5 separate regions of the Mus musculus genome follow, and regions 1, 2, 3 and 5 are each linked to region 4. Evidence: chromatin contacts called from public HiChIP or PLAC-seq and promoter capture Hi-C data. All regions are on one chromosome and are shown on one strand. Each heading gives the region's core, a stretch centred on a gene start, on an enhancer-like site or on the middle of the called end of the contact. The rest is flanking DNA. Distances are from core to core; before and after follow the strand shown. Region 1 overlaps Uimc1 (ubiquitin interaction motif containing 1). Region 2 overlaps Uimc1 (ubiquitin interaction motif containing 1). Region 3 overlaps Nsd1 (nuclear receptor-binding SET-domain protein 1). Region 4 holds the start of Sncb (synuclein, beta). Region 5 has its middle 28 kb from the start of Nsd1.

Evidence for each region. Promoter capture Hi-C pulls out the DNA fragments that hold promoters and counts their contacts. HiChIP or PLAC-seq counts read pairs in DNA pulled down with a chosen protein or histone mark.
Region 1: a contact with region 4 is called in an H3K27ac HiChIP or PLAC-seq map of acute myeloid leukemia, with 2.5 times the contacts expected there. The contact joins the enhancer-like site here to the promoter of Sncb in region 4. A contact is called at or near these places in 4 of 39 promoter capture datasets (the 3T3-L1 cell line, the C10 cell line, embryonic stem cells and 1 more), 9 of 115 datasets of contacts at active chromatin or transcription factors (VIP interneurons, acute myeloid leukemia, craniofacial prominence and 5 more) and 2 of 9 other capture datasets (adipose tissue and liver).
Region 2: an H3K4me3 HiChIP or PLAC-seq map of embryonic basal ganglia shows a contact between it and region 4, with 4 times the contacts expected there. The contact joins the enhancer-like site here to the promoter of Sncb in region 4. A contact is called at or near these places in 14 of 39 promoter capture datasets (the 3T3-L1 cell line, 3T3-L1-derived adipocytes, the C10 cell line and 7 more), 1 of 484 Hi-C or Micro-C datasets (bone marrow-derived macrophages), 14 of 115 datasets of contacts at active chromatin or transcription factors (VIP interneurons, astrocytes, embryonic basal ganglia and 9 more) and 2 of 9 other capture datasets (adipose tissue and liver).
Region 3: an H3K4me3 HiChIP or PLAC-seq map of embryonic forebrain shows a contact between it and region 4, with 4 times the contacts expected there. The contact joins the enhancer-like site here to the promoter of Sncb in region 4. A contact is called at or near these places in 1 of 39 promoter capture datasets (the C10 cell line), 10 of 115 datasets of contacts at active chromatin or transcription factors (astrocytes, cardiomyocytes, embryonic basal ganglia and 7 more) and 1 of 9 other capture datasets (adipose tissue).
Region 5: a contact with region 4 is called in a promoter capture Hi-C map of hippocampal neurons, with 7 times the contacts expected there. The contact joins the enhancer-like site here to the promoter of Sncb in region 4. A contact is called at or near these places in 8 of 39 promoter capture datasets (the 3T3-L1 cell line, the C10 cell line, the HPC-7 cell line and 4 more), 2 of 15 datasets of contacts at CTCF or cohesin (embryonic stem cells and large pre-B cells), 3 of 484 Hi-C or Micro-C datasets (bone marrow-derived macrophages and embryonic stem cells) and 11 of 115 datasets of contacts at active chromatin or transcription factors (craniofacial prominence, embryonic basal ganglia, embryonic forebrain and 7 more).

The regions. Positions count from the first base shown.
Region 1 is chr13:55,038,601-55,042,344 of GRCm38.p6, reverse strand. It overlaps Uimc1 (ubiquitin interaction motif containing 1), which reads left to right. Exons shown (of 15, transcript NM_011307.3): 11 at 1,722-1,800. Among named protein-coding and RNA genes, the nearest start is that of Hk3, 19 kb to the right of the region's middle. Within about 2 kb of position 2,109, at least 55 of the 459 cell types and tissues checked have an H3K27ac peak or open chromatin away from gene starts, as enhancers often do. A contact at or near this core is called in acute myeloid leukemia and adipose tissue, where this site is marked.
Region 2 is chr13:55,061,549-55,065,093 of GRCm38.p6, reverse strand. The region is part of intron 7 of Uimc1 (ubiquitin interaction motif containing 1); the gene reads left to right. Among named protein-coding and RNA genes, the nearest start is that of Uimc1, 37 kb to the left of the region's middle. Within about 2 kb of position 1,608, at least 21 of the 459 cell types and tissues checked have an H3K27ac peak or open chromatin away from gene starts, as enhancers often do. A contact at or near this core is called in bone marrow-derived macrophages, where this site is marked.
Region 3 is chr13:55,222,615-55,226,405 of GRCm38.p6, reverse strand. The region is part of intron 2 of Nsd1 (nuclear receptor-binding SET-domain protein 1); the gene reads right to left. Among named protein-coding and RNA genes, the nearest start is that of Nsd1, 15 kb to the right of the region's middle. Within about 2 kb of position 1,850, at least 4 of the 459 cell types and tissues checked have an H3K27ac peak or open chromatin away from gene starts, as enhancers often do.
Region 4 is chr13:54,765,211-54,768,636 of GRCm38.p6, reverse strand. It overlaps Sncb (synuclein, beta), which reads left to right and starts at 2,042. Exons shown (of 6, transcript NM_033610.3): 1 at 2,042-2,332; 2 at 2,945-3,074. The coding sequence starts at 2,954.
Region 5 is chr13:55,180,381-55,184,170 of GRCm38.p6, reverse strand. No RefSeq gene overlaps it. Among named protein-coding and RNA genes, the nearest start is that of Nsd1, 28 kb to the left of the region's middle. Within about 2 kb of position 1,915, at least 309 of the 459 cell types and tissues checked have an H3K27ac peak or open chromatin away from gene starts, as enhancers often do. A contact at or near this core is called in bone marrow-derived macrophages, craniofacial prominence, embryonic basal ganglia and 7 more, where this site is marked.

The DNA.
Region 1 (3,744 bases), core at 860-3,359, 270 kb before region 4:
CCTTTATATACGTTTTACCAGGGTATATGTGGTTTTTTAAATTTAATCTATTTAATTTTATATGTGAGTAGTATGTGTGCATGTTTGACTCGGGGCAGGGGAGGTGTGAGCCACACACATGGAGATGAGTGGAGCCACTGGACATCAGTCAGTTCTCTCCTTCCACAGCGTGGGTCCGAAATCCAGATGAAAGGCAGGCCCCTTTATCCACGAAGTGAGAGAGCCATGTATCCCCCACCCCACCCCTTTTGGGGAGATCTCTCTCTCTCTCTCTCTCTCTCTCTCTCTCTCTCTCTCTCTCTCTCTCTCTCTCTCTCTCTCTCTCCCTCTCCCCCTCCCTCCCTTCCTCCCTCCCTCCCTCCCTTCCTTCCTTCCTTTTATATATTTACTCTGTTCCCCCACCTCCCGACTTATTATATATTATTTATTTATATAGCAGTCTGCTACATGTATGCCTGAAGACCAGAAGAGGGCACCAGATCTTATTAAAGAAGGTTGTGAGCCATCATGTGTTTGTTGGGAATTGAACTCAGGACCTCTAGAGGAGCAGCCAGTGCTCTTAACCTCTTAGCCTTCTCTCCAGCCGTTTTTTTGTTTCTTGTTCTCTCTCTCTCTCTTTTTTGGGACCTAGAGCTTGCTGATTAAAACAGACTGGCTGGCCAGCAGTCCTCAGAGATCCTCTTGTCTCTGTCTCTCCATCACTGGGACAAAAGCCACCCTGTCCTGTTTTTTACCCAGGGATCAAGCTGAGGTCCTTAGGCTTGTGTGCCAAATACTTAACTGCAACCTAATAGATATTTATTTATTCAATAGCTGGTGTAACCCAGATTGTGCACACTAAAGATTCAAGTAATGCACAGGATAGGTTGTTTCATACTCCAGTAACTTTCTAAATATTCTCTGTGGTGTGTTAAGTGTAAGGAAGGCATACTTTGAAGAGAAATGTTTACTTTTTGTTTGCCAAAGACTAGAAAACACTTGATTAAATAACCTATAAGATCATTAAGAGGGATTATGATTCCATAAGCAGATATCTTTGATGCGAGACAGATACTTCTATCGCCTGTATGCCCGCAGTAGAAGTGGGAGGTGGTCCTAGTGGAGTAGACGGGCCAGCTGTGCTTGCTGTCCTACTCTTCCTCACTTAGGAAGTGCAGCACTGAGAAGTTTGTAAGGCCTGGGGCTTATGTAGGACTCACCTGTAGCTACCATCACTGCGTTTCCTACAGTACTTCATTGGATCTGTGGTACACCAGACAGAATTTTGGTAGAGGATGTATATGTTCCTTGACTGACTGATGTTTAGGTAGAACACAGAAACCTTCCTTGGAGTGAACTAGACTTTTATATCTCATGAATTAGCAACAGAGAGGGAACATCTTGTGGCTGGCAGTTTTGGTCACTTGTATTATTTTCAATATTAGAAAGGTTGTGGTTTCCCAGTCAGTGAACTTCTTCCTCACAGAATAGGTTTAAATTTTTTTGTTGTTTTGTTTTTTTGTTTTTCAAGACAGGGTTTCTCTGTGTAGCCCTGGTGTCTTGGAACTCACTCTGTAGACCAGGCTGGCCTCGAACTCAGAAATCCGTCTGCCTCTGCCTCCCGAGTGCTGGGATTAAAGGCGTGTGCCACCACGCCCGGAAAATTGTTTCTTCTTAATAAATTTTGTCTTCTATATCCTGAGTCTATTGCCAGCTAACATTTTTTTCTTTTAATGGTGAAGTGTTGACTCGGAGACGAAGAGAGGCCAAGAACAAGAGTGACGGTCGGACAGCTGCACAGCCGGCTCTGGATGCCAACAGGTAGGCGGGCACACTCTGTTCCTTATCTGACACAGCAGCACCTGCACCAGGTGAAGCCACTAGTGCCTGTCCCCTGTATTTCTCTGGTTGTCCGTCCTGCCATCATTGTTTGAAAGCCTGAATTTCTTTTTCTTATAATTTCAGTGTAGACCACTCATCTGTTTTTTCAGTTAAAAATGATCCTGCTTCTGCATTGTTCTAAGGCTTCTGTTTTCTTTGAATTTATAAATGGGTGTTTGGTGCTTTGGGGAAGCAGTGAGCATTTTGCAATGTCATAATATAGCAGTTGAGTTGCAGGATGTTGAGCAATATAGAAGACTTCCTTGGGATGTGGCTTGTAGCTTGACTAAGAGCACATTCTGAGGAAGAGGTCAGGTGTAGATGTGGCCTCCTGAAAACAGAGCCGTTTCCACAGGACATTAGAATAGTGAGTTGTTAGGCAGAAATTTTTGTTTGCGGTTTTTTTTCTTCATTAAAACTTTATTTTCCACTTATCAGTGAGTACATATTGTGAGAGTTCCTTTGTGATTGGGTTACCTCACTCAGGATGATGCCCTCCAGGTCCATCCATTTGCCTAGGAATTTTATAAATTCATTCTTTTTAATAGCTGAGTAGTACTCCATTGTGTAAATGTACCACATTTTCTGTATCCATTCCTCTGTTGAGGGGCATCTGGGTTCTTTCCAGCTTCTGGCTATTATAAATAAGGCTGCTATGAACATAGTGGAGCATGTGTCCTTCTTACCGGTTGGGGCATCTTCTGGATATATGCCCAGAAGAGGTATTGCTGGATCTTCCGGTAGTACTATGTCCAATTTTCTGAGGAACCGCCAGAATGATTTCCAGAGTGGTTGTACAAGCTTGCAATCCCACCAACAATGGAGGAGCGTTCCTCTTTCTCCACATCCTCGCCAAAACTGCATGGTACTGGTATAGCGACAGACAAGTAGACCAATGGAACAGAATTGAAGACCCAGAGATGAACCCACACACCTATGGTCACTTGATCTTTGACAAGGGAGCTAAAACCATCCAGTGGAAAAAAGACAGCATTTTCAACAAATGGTGCTGGCACAACTGGCTGTTATCATGTAGAAGATTGCGAATTGATCCATTACTATCTCCTTGTACTAAGGTCAAATCTAAGTGGATTAAGGAACTCCACATAAAACCAGAGACACTGAAACTTACAGAGGAGAAAGTAGGGAAAAGCCTCGAAGATATGGGTACAGGGGAAAAATTCCTGAATAGAACAGCAATGGCTTGTGCTGTAAGATCGAGAATCGATAAATGGGACCTCATAAAATTATAAAGCTTCTGCAAGGCAAAAGACATCGTCAATAAGACAAAAAGACCACCAACAGATTGGGAAAGGATCTTTACCTATCCCAAATCGGACAGGGGACTAATATCCAATATATATAAAGAACTCAAGAAGGTAGACTCCATAAAATCAAATAACGCCATTAAAAAATGGGGCTCAGAACTGAACAAAGATTTCTCACCCGAGGAATACCGAATGGCAGAGAAGCACCTGAAAAAATGTTCAACATCCTTAATCATCAGGGAAATGCAAATCAAAACAACCCTGAGATTCCACCTCACTCTTGTCTCTAGCTGCATATGTATCAAAAGATGGCCTAGTCGGCCATCACTGCAAAGAGAGGCCCATTGGACACGCAAACTTTATATGCCCCAGTACAGGGGAAACGCCAGGGCCAAAAAGGGGGAGTGGGTGGGTATGGGGGACTTTTGGTATAGCATTGGAAATGTAAATGAGCTAAATACCTAATAAAAAATGGAAAAGAAACCTTTATTTTCATTAAAATATAATTACACAATTTTTCCCTTTCCCTCCTCTCAGTCCCTCCCATGTCTCTGTCTCACTCCTTCTCAAAAGTAAGTCTTTTCTTTGATTATTACAGTTATGTGTGCATACACAC
Region 2 (3,545 bases), core at 359-2,858, 300 kb before region 4:
TCCAGAGGTCCTGAGTTCATTCCCAGCAACCACATGGTGGCTCACAACCATCTGTAATGGGCATTTGATGCCCTCTTCTGGTGTGTCTGAAGACAGTGGCACTGTACTCATATACATAAAATGAATAAATTATAAAAAGGAATAGAAATAGAAAAAAATTGGGGGGAAGGGGAGAGACAAGAGCTGGAAAGTAAGAAAGCATCACTAAACAGAAAAGTTCAAGAGCAAAATTTAATAAATGTAGGATGGGGAATAAAAGCATAAAAATATAAGAGCATTAAAAAGTCAGTAAGATAAACTCAAGACATAAAGAGGGGGAAAGAAGGAATCATTGGGGGAAAGAGTGAAAACAAAGCTGAGCCCTGCTGGTGCAGATCTTTAATCCCAGCTCTTCCCAGGAGGCCGGCCTGCTCTAATAGAATGAGTTCACCGTAGTTAGAGCTGCACAATGAGCGCTTGTCTTTTTTTTTTTTTTTCTTTTTGATTTTTCAAGACAGGGTTTCTCTGTGTAGCCCTGGCTGTCCTGGAACTCACTCTGTAAACCAGGCTGGCCTCGAACTCAGAAATTCTCTGCCTCCCAAGTGCTGGGATCAAAGGCGTGCGCCACCACACCCAGCTTTTTTTTTTTTTTTTTAACTAAGTCTTTTTTTCTTAATCTTTTAAAGACCATTTTATTTTATCTATAGGTGTACACTGTTGCTGTCTTCAGATACCCCAGAAATGGGAATTGGATCCTATTACAGATGGTTGTGAGCCACCATGTGGTTGCTGGGATTTGAACTCAGGACCTCGGGAAGAGCAGTCAGTGTTCTTAACCGCTAAGCCTGTCTTAAGAAAAGAAACTAGGGAAAAGGTTTTCCCTAAACGGAAAAAAAAAAAAAAAAGGTAAACAAAATTAGATAAATGTTTGAAGAGAAATAACAAGTAAAAACATTTAAAAATATCTACAATATCTTCTACCCATTCCACCCCCCACACCTCCAAAAAAAAATACTTTATTAGGGTGACAGAATCAGAAGGATTTTGGTGAGTTTGAGTCCAGCCTGGTCTACATAGTGAGTTTTAGGACATCTAGGCCTACATAGAGAGATCCTATCTCAAAAAGCAAAATAAAACAAGAAAAATCCTGGATAATAGGGCTAAAGGTGCTTGTTCCCCAAGCTTGATGACCTGATCTGCTCCCCAGACGATGTGGTGGAAAGAGAGTTCTAACTTGAAAAAAATTGTCCTCTGATCTCTATGCCTTTGCATGTACACATGCACACAAGTAATACAAATGAGAAACGTAAAGTCCCTTTAAACATGTAGGGGAGAAAAGTCACACCTAAGCACAGAACAACATAACTACAGAGAGAGGGAAAGGTGAGCTGTTGCCGAAGCTTCTTTCTGGGTCCTTGAATAATGCCTGTGGAGTCAGGAGGAGGGTTGGTTGGACTGTGAACTGTTGGTGTGGCTTTCCTTTGGTTCATGTTGTTACAGAGTCTGTATTGCTATCTTCCAGAGCGCTCTTCACAACCATTTTCTTTCTTTGCATGTCAGGGTTTGTTAGATACACTTAGCTTTGCATTCTGTGGGCTGGACAGAGTTTCACATCCTCTTTAGCCTGCCTATATTGTATCTTCTTGAGTGGCTGTTTATCTAAGGAGTGCCTCCCGAGTGGGTTGGAAGTGTGGAAATCATATCAGCACTGAGATTGGTACAGGCAAAAGGCCTGCCTTGGTATTTTCAAGGCCCCCTGTATATTAATCACCCTACTGGAGAGATGCCTTTTTGTCTCTCATTACACCCCAGGTACTTGAGAGTTCTTGGGCTTAACAGTAATGAATTTAGGTAGGTGATTGTAAAGTTTGATCTGCTTACTGGCCTAAGGCTCAGAGCTATTAAACTCCAGCATAGCTCTTGTTGATGAGATCTGTTCCCGACCACTGAGCATGGATGGGTTGTCTTTCCTTAAACATGATCCAATCTAAGCCAGTCTCATGTTGCCTGTACCCTTTGGCTAGAGTCCAGCCCTGCTGCTGTCCACAACTGCTTTTAAGAGGCTTCCCTGACTAAAGATTAGTGGCAGATCATATTGAGGCATCCTATCTTGTAGATGTTCCATACCTCAGACCCCAGTGTAGTTCTGTCTTTTGTTTTTTAAATTTTTATTTATTTTTATGTGTATGGGTATTGTAGCTGCATGTAAATTTGTGTCTGGTACCCTTGGATGTCAGAAGAACACATCAGATTCCCAGACATTTGCAGCTGCCATGTGGGTGCTGAGGATTGAACCGGGTTCTTAGGAGGAACATCAGTGCTCTTAACCATTGAGCCACCTCTCCAGACTCAGTTTTTAACAATAGAATCCCCCTGACCTCCAAAATGGTGCCTGGCCATTGCATTCTAAGCCATATGGTATAACACAAATGAGATTTGTCTCTACTATAGATCTGTCTACTGGAGTAATCACTGCCTCATGGAAATCTCAAACTGGATTTGAGGCTTGTAAGGACTGGGACTTATCCTAGGGGTAGACCTGCCTTGCTTTTATCTGGCTTGCATTTTGAAGTGGCTGCTGAGTTTCTTCTGTGTGCTGAGGACCTGTGTAGCTAATGTGCTCAGCTTGATGTGTGTGTGGTGCCTTTGTTCTTGCTCTACTCCAGTATGCTTTCACTTCCTGTTAGATTTTCAAAGCTTTTCCCTCTATCTTTTTTGGCAGTCTGATTTTCCTTATTCTGATGGTCTCCTTTACTGGCTCCCACGAGGCAGCCATATTACCGTCTGCTTATGCACTTACTGTGTAATTACTATGTGCATTTCCAAATCTTCTTTCTTTTTTTTTAATGATTTCTTTATTTTTATTTTATATGCATTGGTATTTATATGCATCAGATCCCCACAAGCTGGTATTACAGATAGTTGTGAGCTGCACTACAGATAGAGTGATTACTGGAAATTGAACTCAGGTCCTTTTGAAGAGCAACCAATGCTCGTAACTGCTGAGCTATCTCTCCAGCCTTGTAAATCTTACTTCTTAAGCTTGTGTATTATTCAGGCCACAGAAATTCTGTACCACCTTTACTCAATACTCTTACCATTGTGTCTGGTTAGTCTTATCCGATACTATATTTGCATATTTCTTTCATTTTTTAAAAAAAGATTTATTATATGTAAGTACACTGTAGCTGTCTTCAGACACCCCAGAAGAGAGCATCAGATCTCATTACAGATGGTTGTGAGCCACCATGTGGTTGCTGGGATTTGAACTCAGGACCTTCAGAAGAGCAGTCAGTGCTCCTAACTGCTGAGCCATCTCTCCAGCCTACTTTTTTCATTCTTGATTAGTTGGAGTTTATCTTCCAAATCATTCTTCTTTAATAATAGAGAATGGCTAATTGGTTATTAGCTGGGTCAGGTTTCTAGCCACTTTTCCCTTTTGTCTGACAGTTGAGTTTGGAGGATTTCTCAGGAGCTGATCTTTGTATCGAGTGTCTGTCATCTCTCATATGGAGTTTAAGGCCCAGTTACCATTGCTGGAATTTAGGTAGTGGTCTTTATTAAAC
Region 3 (3,791 bases), core at 601-3,100, 460 kb before region 4:
TCTTTAAAATATAAAGCAACTTTAAATAGTCAGAAGTAAAATAGCATACAATGTAAATGGAAATCTTTAACACAGTTAAAAAGCATCTGAAGTCTTAATGCACTGGGGAGGAAACCCTGGGAATGACACCGGTTCAAAAGCACGTTGAGAAAAGAACAGTCAACAGTTACTGAGTCTCCCAACGTAAACTGAGGAGAGCAGAAAAAAGTTGAAATCATGGCAAGTTAAAAGCCAGCCTAAGCCGGGCGTGGTGGCGCACGCCTTTAATCCCAGCACTCGGGCGGCAGAGGCAGGAGGATTTCAGAGTTCGAGGCCAGCCTGGTTTACAGAGTGAGTTCCAGGACAGCCAGGGCTACACAGAGAAACCCTGTCTCGAAAAAACAAAACAAAAAAAAAAAAAAAAAAAAAAAAAGCCAGCCTAGTCTGGATAGCATGATCCTGTCTGAAGAGAAAAACTCATCCTTACATCACAAGACTATAAACACAAAGTTATTATGAGCACTTCACAAACAACGCAGACTTTTATAAAAATGGGCCTTTCTAGATTTTTTTTTTTTTTTTTTGGTTTTTCGAGACAGGGTTTCTCTGTGTAGCCCTGGCTGTCCTGGAACTCACTCTACACCAGGCTGGCCTAGAGCTCAGAAATCCACCTGCCTCTGCCTCATGAGTGCTGAATTAAAGGCGTGCACCACCACCGCCCGGCACTCTTTCTAGATTTTAACTGCACTATCAGAGAAAGTAAAATGACAAAAGCCAATTTTAACACTTCTGATAAATGTATATTGCGTACTAGATATATAACTAGTAAAAATAATAATCTAATGAATCCTTTCAACAAATCTTTATTTCAAACACTGATCTTAAACGTCATTGAAATGGTAGAATATTGTCATGTTCATATTACAAGTATACTTTGTAATAAAATGTAAGCAGAAGTCATTTGCCATGAATGAAATTTTTATAAAAATGTTGCCCTTTGTTAATACTTTAAGGTAGGCTGTGGTGACACATGCCTTTAATCCCAGCACTCGAGAGGCAGCAGGTTAATCTGAGTTCAAGGACAGCATGATCTACAGTGTGACTTCCAGGACAGCCAAGGATACAAGAGAAACTATCTAGAAACACCAAAATAATAATAATAATAAATAGTAATTTAAATGCTATACAAAGTAGCACTTCCCAGTAGCTTAAGTTATATGCCAGATTGTAGTCAAACCATAATATTAACTACTCTTCTTCTACTTATTTACTTTTATTTTTATGTTTAATCTTTTGGTTTTTTGAGTTTCTAGGTAACCATGGCTGTCCTGGAACTCACTCTGTAGACCAGACTGGCCTCAAATTCACAGAGATCTACTTACCTTTGTCTCCTGAGTGCTGGGATTGAAGGTATGTGCCACCAGTGCCTGGCATGATTTTTTTCTTATATATTGTAGTTTTCAATTTTTTTTCTAGGCATCATTTGAAATAATTACAGAAAATTAAACTCTATCCTTGTAACATCCAAACAAAACTTAGCAAAATAATAAATCTATACAAGCAAGTTACTCGTTGATGACTTAAAGTCAGGTAACTTTAGGACAATGGTACCTTGGTTATATGACTTCCCCTAAACAAATTAGTCTTTAGCCTACTGAATTACTGTTAAATTTATTGTTGAGACAGCATAGCCCTAGCTGGCACTGAACTCTTAAGAGACCCTCCTTCTTTTGCCCCACCAAGTGGTAGACTCATGCTGTGCACTATCTTCACCTGTTTATACAGAATGCCAGGGACTGAACTCACTACATTCTGCATGCTAGGCAAGCACTCTCTCTACTACAGATGTGTTTACTTTTCTCAATTATAAATCTAAGCAGGCCCAGTAGTACATGCCTAAGATTCCAACATTCTCTTGGGAGGCTGGGACAGGAGGTAAGTTCTAAGCCAGGCTGGGCAACATGAGGAAAGCAAAGCAAGTCATACAAAAGGGCTAGAACACACGGATAACGTAAATCATACAAAAGGGCTAGAACACACGGATAATGTAATTCATACAAAAGGGCTAGAACACACGGATAATGTAAATCATACAAAAGGGCTAGAACACACGGATAATGTAAATCATATATATATGAAAGAGCTAGAACACACGGATAATGTAAATCATATGAAAGGGCTAGAACACACTAGAGCCCAGAATCTTCACGTGTACATAATCTGCTACTTTGTGCTATTAAGTGGAAAGAAGACATAGTAAGGAAAGATGTTAACTAACCAGGCCCAGTACAGTACAGCAATTTCACTGGTACACTTTAAATTTTTTCACTACATGTTTATTCAAATATTAAGTTTGAAAGCTAGCACAATGGTTCAATGGATAGAAACCCTTACTGTTAAGCCTGACTACTTTAGTGCAATCCCTGGAACCCACAAAAAAGGAGGAGAAAACTCGCTCCAGAGTTGCTCCCTGCCTTCTACACGTGCACTGCAACAGCCATATATACCCACAAAAACGTTAAAGAATTTTTTTCTAATGGGTGTGGTGGTGCATGCCTTCATTCCCTCAATTGAGGCCAGGGTTACTAACAAACAACATCTCAAAAACAAGCAACAAATTGTGTGCGTGTGTGTGTGTGTGTGTTGGGGTCAGTGTGGGGGAGGAAGGGAAGACTGAGGGAGGGAGGGAGGGAGGGAGGGAGGGAGGGAGGGAGGAAGGAGAGGGGGAGAGATGAGACAGATACTACAGAGGATCACCAAAGTTACAAGCCAGTCTGATTGTAAGCTAGTACACAGTAAGCCCCTGTCTCAAGACAAGGAAAGAAATTTTAATTTGTGATAGCGATGTGACTGGGTTGTGACCAGGCCTGCTGAGCACGCATGACACCTGGCATGCTAAGCCAGTCTCACTGGGTATGGTGGTGCACACTACACTCCCTGAACTCTGAGGTAGAGGCAAGAATATCACAAGATCAAGACCATCCTCAATAAAACAGCCAATGAGAAGTCACACTGGAACACAAGAGACTTTCAAAAAGGAATAGAAAACAAAGGATAAGATCCAGTGTTATCCAAACTGAGCAGATGCTAGACTCAATATTGCACACTGCTGTATCACATAGTATAGATTTTTTAAAATCTATTTTTGCTGCTAATGGTAGCACAGAACTTTAATCTTAGTGCCCAAGAAGAAGACGTAAGGAGATTTCTGAGACCAGCATAGTATACATGAGTTCCATGCCAATCAAGACTACATAATGAGACCCTGTCTCAAAAAGTATACATAGCAAAAAAAAAAAAAAAAAAATTAATTTACCTGCATGTGTGTATGCAACATGTGTACAAGTGCCCACAGAGGCTAAATGAAGACATCAGCTCTCCTAGAACAGGGCTTACAGGTGGTTGTGTACAGCCAACACAGGAGTTTAGCAATAAAATTCAAGTTCTCAAACACTAAGCCATCTCTCCAGCCCCTAAATTGTTACACTTCTTTATGGTAATCAAAGCAGCTGTAAACCTATCGAGAATTATAAAAAGTTACCTTTGTCCTCACAATTCTGTCAGTTTATCCATAGATAATAATGTCATAGATAACAAAAAAACTGATACAGTACCTACCTATAAAGACTTCACTTACAGGTGAGTATAGAGGCTTGTACCTATAATCCTAGTATTTGAGAAGCCAAGACTGCAGGAGTTAGATAGGCTTGCCTATCTAAAAAACAAAGACTCTAATATCACCTCTACCAAAAAACTAGTATCAGAAGCTTAATTTTACCTGTTGTATAGTAACACTTTTACCTTAAAAGCTG
Region 4 (3,426 bases), core at 793-3,292:
GGAGGACTTCTATGACCTGACACAGCAGGGTGCTAGGTAACTATCACTTAAAAGATAACGACAAAAAATTATGTGTTCAGCATAGATAATGTTTGTTTACATAATTTTCCTTCTTGTTTAAAATTTGTTTTTTTTTAAATTCTGTATATATGTGTACACACACACACACACACACACACACACACACACACACACAAGAGCACATCCCACAGGCCTGTGGAGACAAGAAGATTCCCTGTAGCTAGAATTATACCTGGTGGTGAACAGCCTCATGAGGGCACTGGGAACTGAACTCTGGTCCTCTGGAAGAACAGTCACTGGGCCATCTCTCCAGCTGGTCTTCTTGATTGGTTGTTGGTTGAGTCTAAGGTTGCAGAACCCTTTGATAGAAAAGATCAACTATATGTGTATATTTGTATGGAACATGTTTGTATATAATACATATGGTCTGTGATAAACACTTAATAGTGTGCACATATACACTTATATCTAATATATACAAATACTTATATACAATAAACAGATTGCTATGCATAAAACTATATTCTTACATATAACTTGTTAAATATGTAAGTATGTAATATAATTTTCTATGTATCGAAATCAGCTTGCTCAACACCTACAATCTTTGCACCGGCTTCTCACTAACACCATCTTTACTCATTAGTGTGTTGTTGATACGTGGGGTGGGGGCAGGGGAGAGACAGCTCATGGCTCCCAACCACACCATCACACTGTGCCACTGGGTGGATGTGCTATAAGGAAGTAACCAGATCTCTAAGAGGACGTTTAGAGCATTGTCAGTGTTTCCTACAGTGACTGTCCCGGCCCACGTGTAAGTGTGCACACGCAAGAATAGAGATCCGCAGGGTGAGTTCCTGGAAGGGGCACTGCTGATCCAAAAGGAGCATGCATTTATAGTCCTAGGAAACACTGCCAAACTGGCCTTCTTAAAGCCTCTGCCAACTTACAGCCCTACCACAGCCATGAGCATCCCCCCCCCCCCCGTGCCCTACTGTCTGCTGTTGGCACACCTCATCTCTCAAACGCCCAGACCAGCACTTCTGCCACCACTGCCCTCATCTGTGTTATATATCGTTAGCTTAAAACGCTCTTCTGATCTTGTTCCCGAGGGAAAACCTTACCCACCCCACGAGCCCCAAACTAAGTGCCACTTCCTTTTTACTTCTTTCCCTGACTCCCTGAGCTCACAGGGTCCCTTTCATCTGGGATGCCACACCTGCTTGGGTATAATTCTTTTATAGAACTGACTGAGGTCCTGCCGTGCATCTGGAATGCCCTCCCATAACCATAAACCATATGCTCTTGTCTGGGTCTTGAGCAGGTTGCACTGCATCCTGACTGCCCGTCAGCATGGTGGTGCCTCCCAGCCTTTGCCCTTGAGGGTCTGGTTCTGTGGATCTCACCCCCACCTGTCTAGGCCTACCTTGTTGCTTCTCCCGGATCTGTCTATTCCAAGTCGTTTCTTGGAAGAGGCCTTTGCTGTCTACCTACTTTGCCTCAAGTCCATTTCTTACATCAGCATTTCTCTGTCTTCCTATCTACTCTCACAGGCTGAAGTAACCCTGTATGATTCAAGTGTGGATACATTGATTTTGTTTCCTGCCTCTTGTCTCTGCACAGCCATGAGCGCGTCTTCCTGAGATACGAACCCTGCTTTTCTTTAGCACTGTTTCCACCCAACCTGCACCACCCATCCAAGCGGTGCCTAGAAGGGCATTGACTCCCTCCATTGGTTCTACAGAAGAGGAACCTTGCGTTTCAAAAGGTGAGGTAGGTAGTTCAAGATCCCACAGCTACTAACAAACGCAGCTAGGATTGGAATCGCTCTGAACTTCCAAGCCAACCGCATAATTTCTACACCAGTCCTCTCTCGCCGCATTGCCACCTCCCACCATCCTCAAAGACTACTCTTCTCCAGCACTAGGGTCCCCGGCTGCACGTCAGAGGCCCTCCCCTGGAGGCTCGCCTGCTCTGGGGAGATGTCACCCTCCCCGCCCCCTGTCAGTCAGGCGGAGGGGGCGGCGCGGCCACCAGGGGGGAGTGCTGAGCTCAGAGCTGCCGCAGCGCCGGAGCAGGAGCCGGAGCGGAGCCGGAGCGCGCGAGTAGCATCCTTGGTGGCAGAGCACCCAAGGCCAGAGCACTGCTGCACTCCAGCTCAGGAAAGGTGACTCAAGAGCCTGACCACGGCAGGACACCACTGGCCCCGAGTCCATCCATACCCAGCGTAGCCCAGCCCCGCGCATCTGCTCGCAGTAGCAGCCGCTGCCGCCACCACAGCTCCATCCCCCAGCCCGGCCCCGAAACCCAGGTGAGGCTCCGGAAAGAGCACCGAACTGGGGATCCAGGGGGATCTGGGGTAAGATGAGGAGCGGGATGGAGACTGCCCTGGGAGAAACGTGGGCACAGAAAAGGAAAGCGCTAAGCGGGCGCGGGCAGGTGCACTGCAGGATGCGCGTCTGTCCTCTCTGATTGCTACAGTCTGGGTGGACGTGCGGACGTGCGTCCGTGCCCGTGTGCCGGAGTGTCCATGCGCTTCTAAACGCCCCGTGTTCTGTGTGTGTGCACGTGAGCATGTCCATGGTGTGTGTTTGTATGCAGACCGTGTGACTGTTGTGTGTACAGACAGGCCCCGGTGTTCGCGCCGAGCCTAGCTTCCGGTTCTGCGGGCCTGCAGGTTGCAGATCTCCGGATAACTGAGGTGCTGGCCCCTCCCCGCATCCCGGGGTTTCAAGGACGCTAGGACTCGCCGCAGCATAGCTCTGAGGCCTAGACCTGGGAAGTAGAGAGGGTAGGAGGGGGCTCCCGGCCCAGAAGCGCGCCAAGTCTGAGGAAGGGAGGGAGGGGGCACCAGGTCCCCTGGGAGGGCCCGAGTGAGGGTGCAGAGCCAGCGCCCCGGCACTTGTGTGTTCGCCCTCCCCAGGCCGCCAGGATGGACGTGTTCATGAAGGGCCTGTCCATGGCCAAGGAGGGCGTTGTGGCTGCAGCTGAGAAAACCAAGCAGGGGGTCACCGAGGCAGCAGAGAAGACCAAGGAAGGCGTCCTCTATGTCGGTGGGCAAGGGGCTGCAGGGCTGGGTATCTCCTGAGGGTACCAGAAAGGGTCCTCAGAGTGATTGAGGGGTCTGGGCATGAGAATATGAGTCAGCAGATGGGCGAGGTCAGTAGGGGTCACTGGGGACACAGCCAGTCCATGGAATTGGGAGGTGGGGATGGGATGGGAGCTGGTGGAGATGATGTTCAAATGAAAAACCAGGGACCAAGGTGTTGAGCTCTCCAGAGTTTCCTTTTTCTTACCCCGTCATCACTATTAATAGTGACCTGGTGGGGAACCTTTACCTGAGGCCAAGAGCAATGAAATGCTATAGCATCTAACATTCCTGGGCTAGTCTACAGATCAGCGACT
Region 5 (3,790 bases), core at 666-3,165, 420 kb before region 4:
GACCCCTTCACGGGGGTCACATATCAGATATTTACATTATGATTCATAACAGTAGCAAAATTACAGTTATGAAGTAGCAATGGAAATAATTTTATGGTTGGGGTCACCATACCATAAATGAACTGTATTAAAGGGTTGCATGCAGCATTTGGAAGGTTGAGAACCTCTGTTCTAAAGCCTAATATATATGTATATGTGTGTGTGTGTGTGTGTGTGTATATATACATATACATATATATATCATACATAGATACATAGAATATATAAATATGTATACACACATATATACACACATATGCATATACATATGTGTATACACACACATATATGTGTATGTATACACATATATAAACACACACATAACTGTATATATGAGGGAAAGCAAAGGCTTCACCCCTCAGACCAGCCTTTCTACAACAGAGGTACAGACAGTCTCTCCCCCAACCTCTTGTGCAAGCATGTCTCTCCCCACGAAGAACTCTGCTCTGCCAGCTCAGCTGAAGCAGCTTAGCCTCCAGATGCTGGCAGACAGAGGCTGGAGCTGGACTGTGAGCCTAGGATCAGAAGCTGCTGCAGCCTGATTGGGAGCAACCCTGACCAGGTTCACATTCTGGCTGGGTAATCTTGGGCAGGCTGTCTGACTTGTCAGTTGGGAATTTGAATGGACTGTCCGTCACTGGGATGTGGTAAGAATTCTCAGTAGATCTCTGAGTCACCTAAAGATACTACTATGAGCCGGGCGTGGTAGTGCACGCCTTTAATCCCAGCACTCGGGAGGCAGAGGCAGGCAGATTTCTGAGTTCGAGGCCAGCCTGGTCTACAGAGTGAGTTCCAGGAGACAGCCAGGGCTACACAGAGAAACCCTGTCTCGAAAAACGAAAAAAAAAAAAAAAAGACACTAAAACAAACCATTTATTTAATTCTTTTAGGGGAGTGTGCACCAGTGTAGGTCAGAGGGCAGCTTTCAGGAGTCTGATCTGTCCCTCCAATGTGTGGGTTCCAGTGACTCAACTCAGATCATCAGATTTGGCGGTGAGCATCTTTACCTGATAAGCCAGCCCTCCTTTAGCTCCTGCTTATTAATTATTATTATTATTTTATGTGCATTGGTATGTCCGGGTAAGGGTATCAAATCTTTTTTTTTTTAATTTCTTTTCTTTTTTTTTTGGGGGGGGGTATCAAATCTTGGAGTTACAGACAATTGTGAGCTGCCATGTGGGTGCTGGGAATTGAACCCAGGTCCTCTGGAAGAGCACTCATTGCTTTTAGTCACTGTCTCCAGCCCCACTTAGTTTTTCTATTTTTGCTGACTCAGAGGAGCAGGGCCTCCCTGATGCACTGTCACCCCCATGTGACTAAGCACGGGAATTACATAGAGGAGTTCTCAGGGAGGGAAGGAGCCCTGGACTCCTTCACTGCAAGCCTGGGCTTCCTGGCCCTCGTCACTTCTCTGTCTGGCGTCTCCCGGGCTCCCAAACCCTGAGCTGTCAACGTCTGAGAAGAGAGTAGCTTGCTTCTGGGCTCAGGGCATTTGTTGTGCCTTTTAGGACTCTAGAATGTAGTGGCTCCTTCGTACGCTTTCAAGGCCCCTTATAAAAACTAGGTTTGGCTCGGCCTTAGCGCCATCTTCTTTGAAACTCCTGCGCCACGAGAGGGAAGTGGCGGAAGAAGAGAATGCGAATGAATGCGCAGGCTGAGGCGCAAGAGAAGAGAAGAAAGAAGAGGCAGAGGTCCAAGTAAATTAGCTTGTGCACCCACGAAGCCTGCAGGAGCAGAGAGGTAAGGGATGCCGAAGGCCAGGACACCGGAACAAGTTGTTGATCTGTATGCTGCTGTCGGTAGTAAGTCTCAGTGGACCTGGAACGTGATCTGGCCGAGATCACCTGGGAAAATGACTGCCTTTCTTATAACCCAAACAGTCCGGCTGGCTCTCTGCCCTGGACCTTTGGCATTCTGGACTAGGTCTGTTCTCACTTGTGGCCAAGTGTAACTCGTGTACAATAGATACTCTTGCTGTCAGCTGAAGAATCATAAATAAATAAATAAATAAATAAATAAATAAATAAATAAGAAAGGAAAAACAAAACAAAACAAAAAAACTAGGTCTGGAGGTGCAAGCCTGTAAGCTTGGTGGTGGAAAGTGAAGAGACTCCGAAGTTCAAGGTCAGCTAGGTGTGGGGGTGCACACTTTCTGGCATTTGGGAGGCGGGGTCAGGCCTATCTCTGTGGTTTGAGGCCAGGGGGGACTACATAGTAGGACTAACTCAAATAGAAGTTCCAGGTTATTCTTGGTTACATTGTGACTTTAGGGGCAACCTGGGCTATAAGAGAGTCTATCTTAAAAACAAATTGACTGGGCTGGTGAGATGGCTCAGTGGGTAAGAGCACCCGACTGCTCTTCCGAAGGTCCTGAGTTCAAATCCCAGCAACCACATGGTGGCTCACAACCATCCCTAACGAGATCTGACTCCCTCTTCTGGTGTGTCTGAAGACAGCTACAGTATACTTACATATAATAATAAATAAATCTTAAAAAAAAAAAACAAATTGACAAGAGTCACCACTTTTAATCCCAGCATTCAGGGAGGACAGAGGCTGGAGGATCTCAGTGAGTTTCAGGACAGCCTGGTTTACAAAGAGAGTTACAGGACAGCCAGGGCTCAGGAAAAAGAAAAAAAAAAAAGCAAAACAAACAGAACAAAACAAAACAAAACAAACAAACAAACAAACACCCTGGCAAATGGGAAAGGAAACGCTGCTTGCATTGGGCGCCTTTGACTGGACTTAGGTGACTTGGCAAAGCCTCGGCTTCCTCCTTCCTTATCCGAGCTCTCCCGAGCAAGTGCAGCTACTGCAACAGCGTTCCTATGCTGCTGACGCCAGTGCCGTCCTGGGCGGGATGGGTACCCGTTCCATCCACCTTACAGATACTACTAGGCAGGTTATTATGATGATCATGTTAATCCTCTTTGTCAACTGTTGTATGACAAAGCTTTTCCTGGGGAGATGTCTTAGTTAGGGTTTTGCTGCGGTGAACAGACACCATGACCAAGGCAACTCTTTTTTTTTTTTTTTTTTTTTTTTTTTTTTGGTTTTTCGAGACAGGGTTTCTCTGTAGCCCTGGCTGTCCCAGCACTCGGAAGGCAGAGACAGGCGAATTTCTGAGTTCGAGGCCAGCCTGGCAGCCTGGTCTACAAAGTGAGTTCCAGGACAGCCAGGGCTATACAGAGAAACCCTGTCTCGAAAAAACCAAACCAAACCAAACCAAACCAAACCAAACCAAACCAAACCAAACCAAGGAAACATGATCTCGCCTGCATAGTGGAATGTTTCAATCCTAGAGGAAACTTTCACAACATCAACTTGACTCCATGGAAATGCATCTATAGGCCTGTCTACAGAGCTGTTCCTAGAAAGATGGAGAGTGAGAAACACCAGAGTTCATCTTCTGATGCTTTCTGGTTGTGGGTGCCACATGACCACTCTCCTGCCGCCATGCTGTCTCGGACTGTACCCTCCCACCATGAGCCTGAACAAACCATTCCTTCCCTACTTGCTTGCTTCTGTCACAGCAGTGAGAAACTGGTATGCCCCCATCTTGCAGGAGAGAATGCTGAGTCACACAGGGTGACAGAGCCCTGCCTATAACTGGTAGGCCTGGGTATAACTGGCTGTTCTTATAACTGGGATGGTGGGAGGGCACAGAGACCTTGGCTCAAAGCTCACCTCTTCCTCTGGTAGCTAGCTCCCCAACTTTGCATCTAAGCTTCCTCCTCCGTGAAGTAGGTTG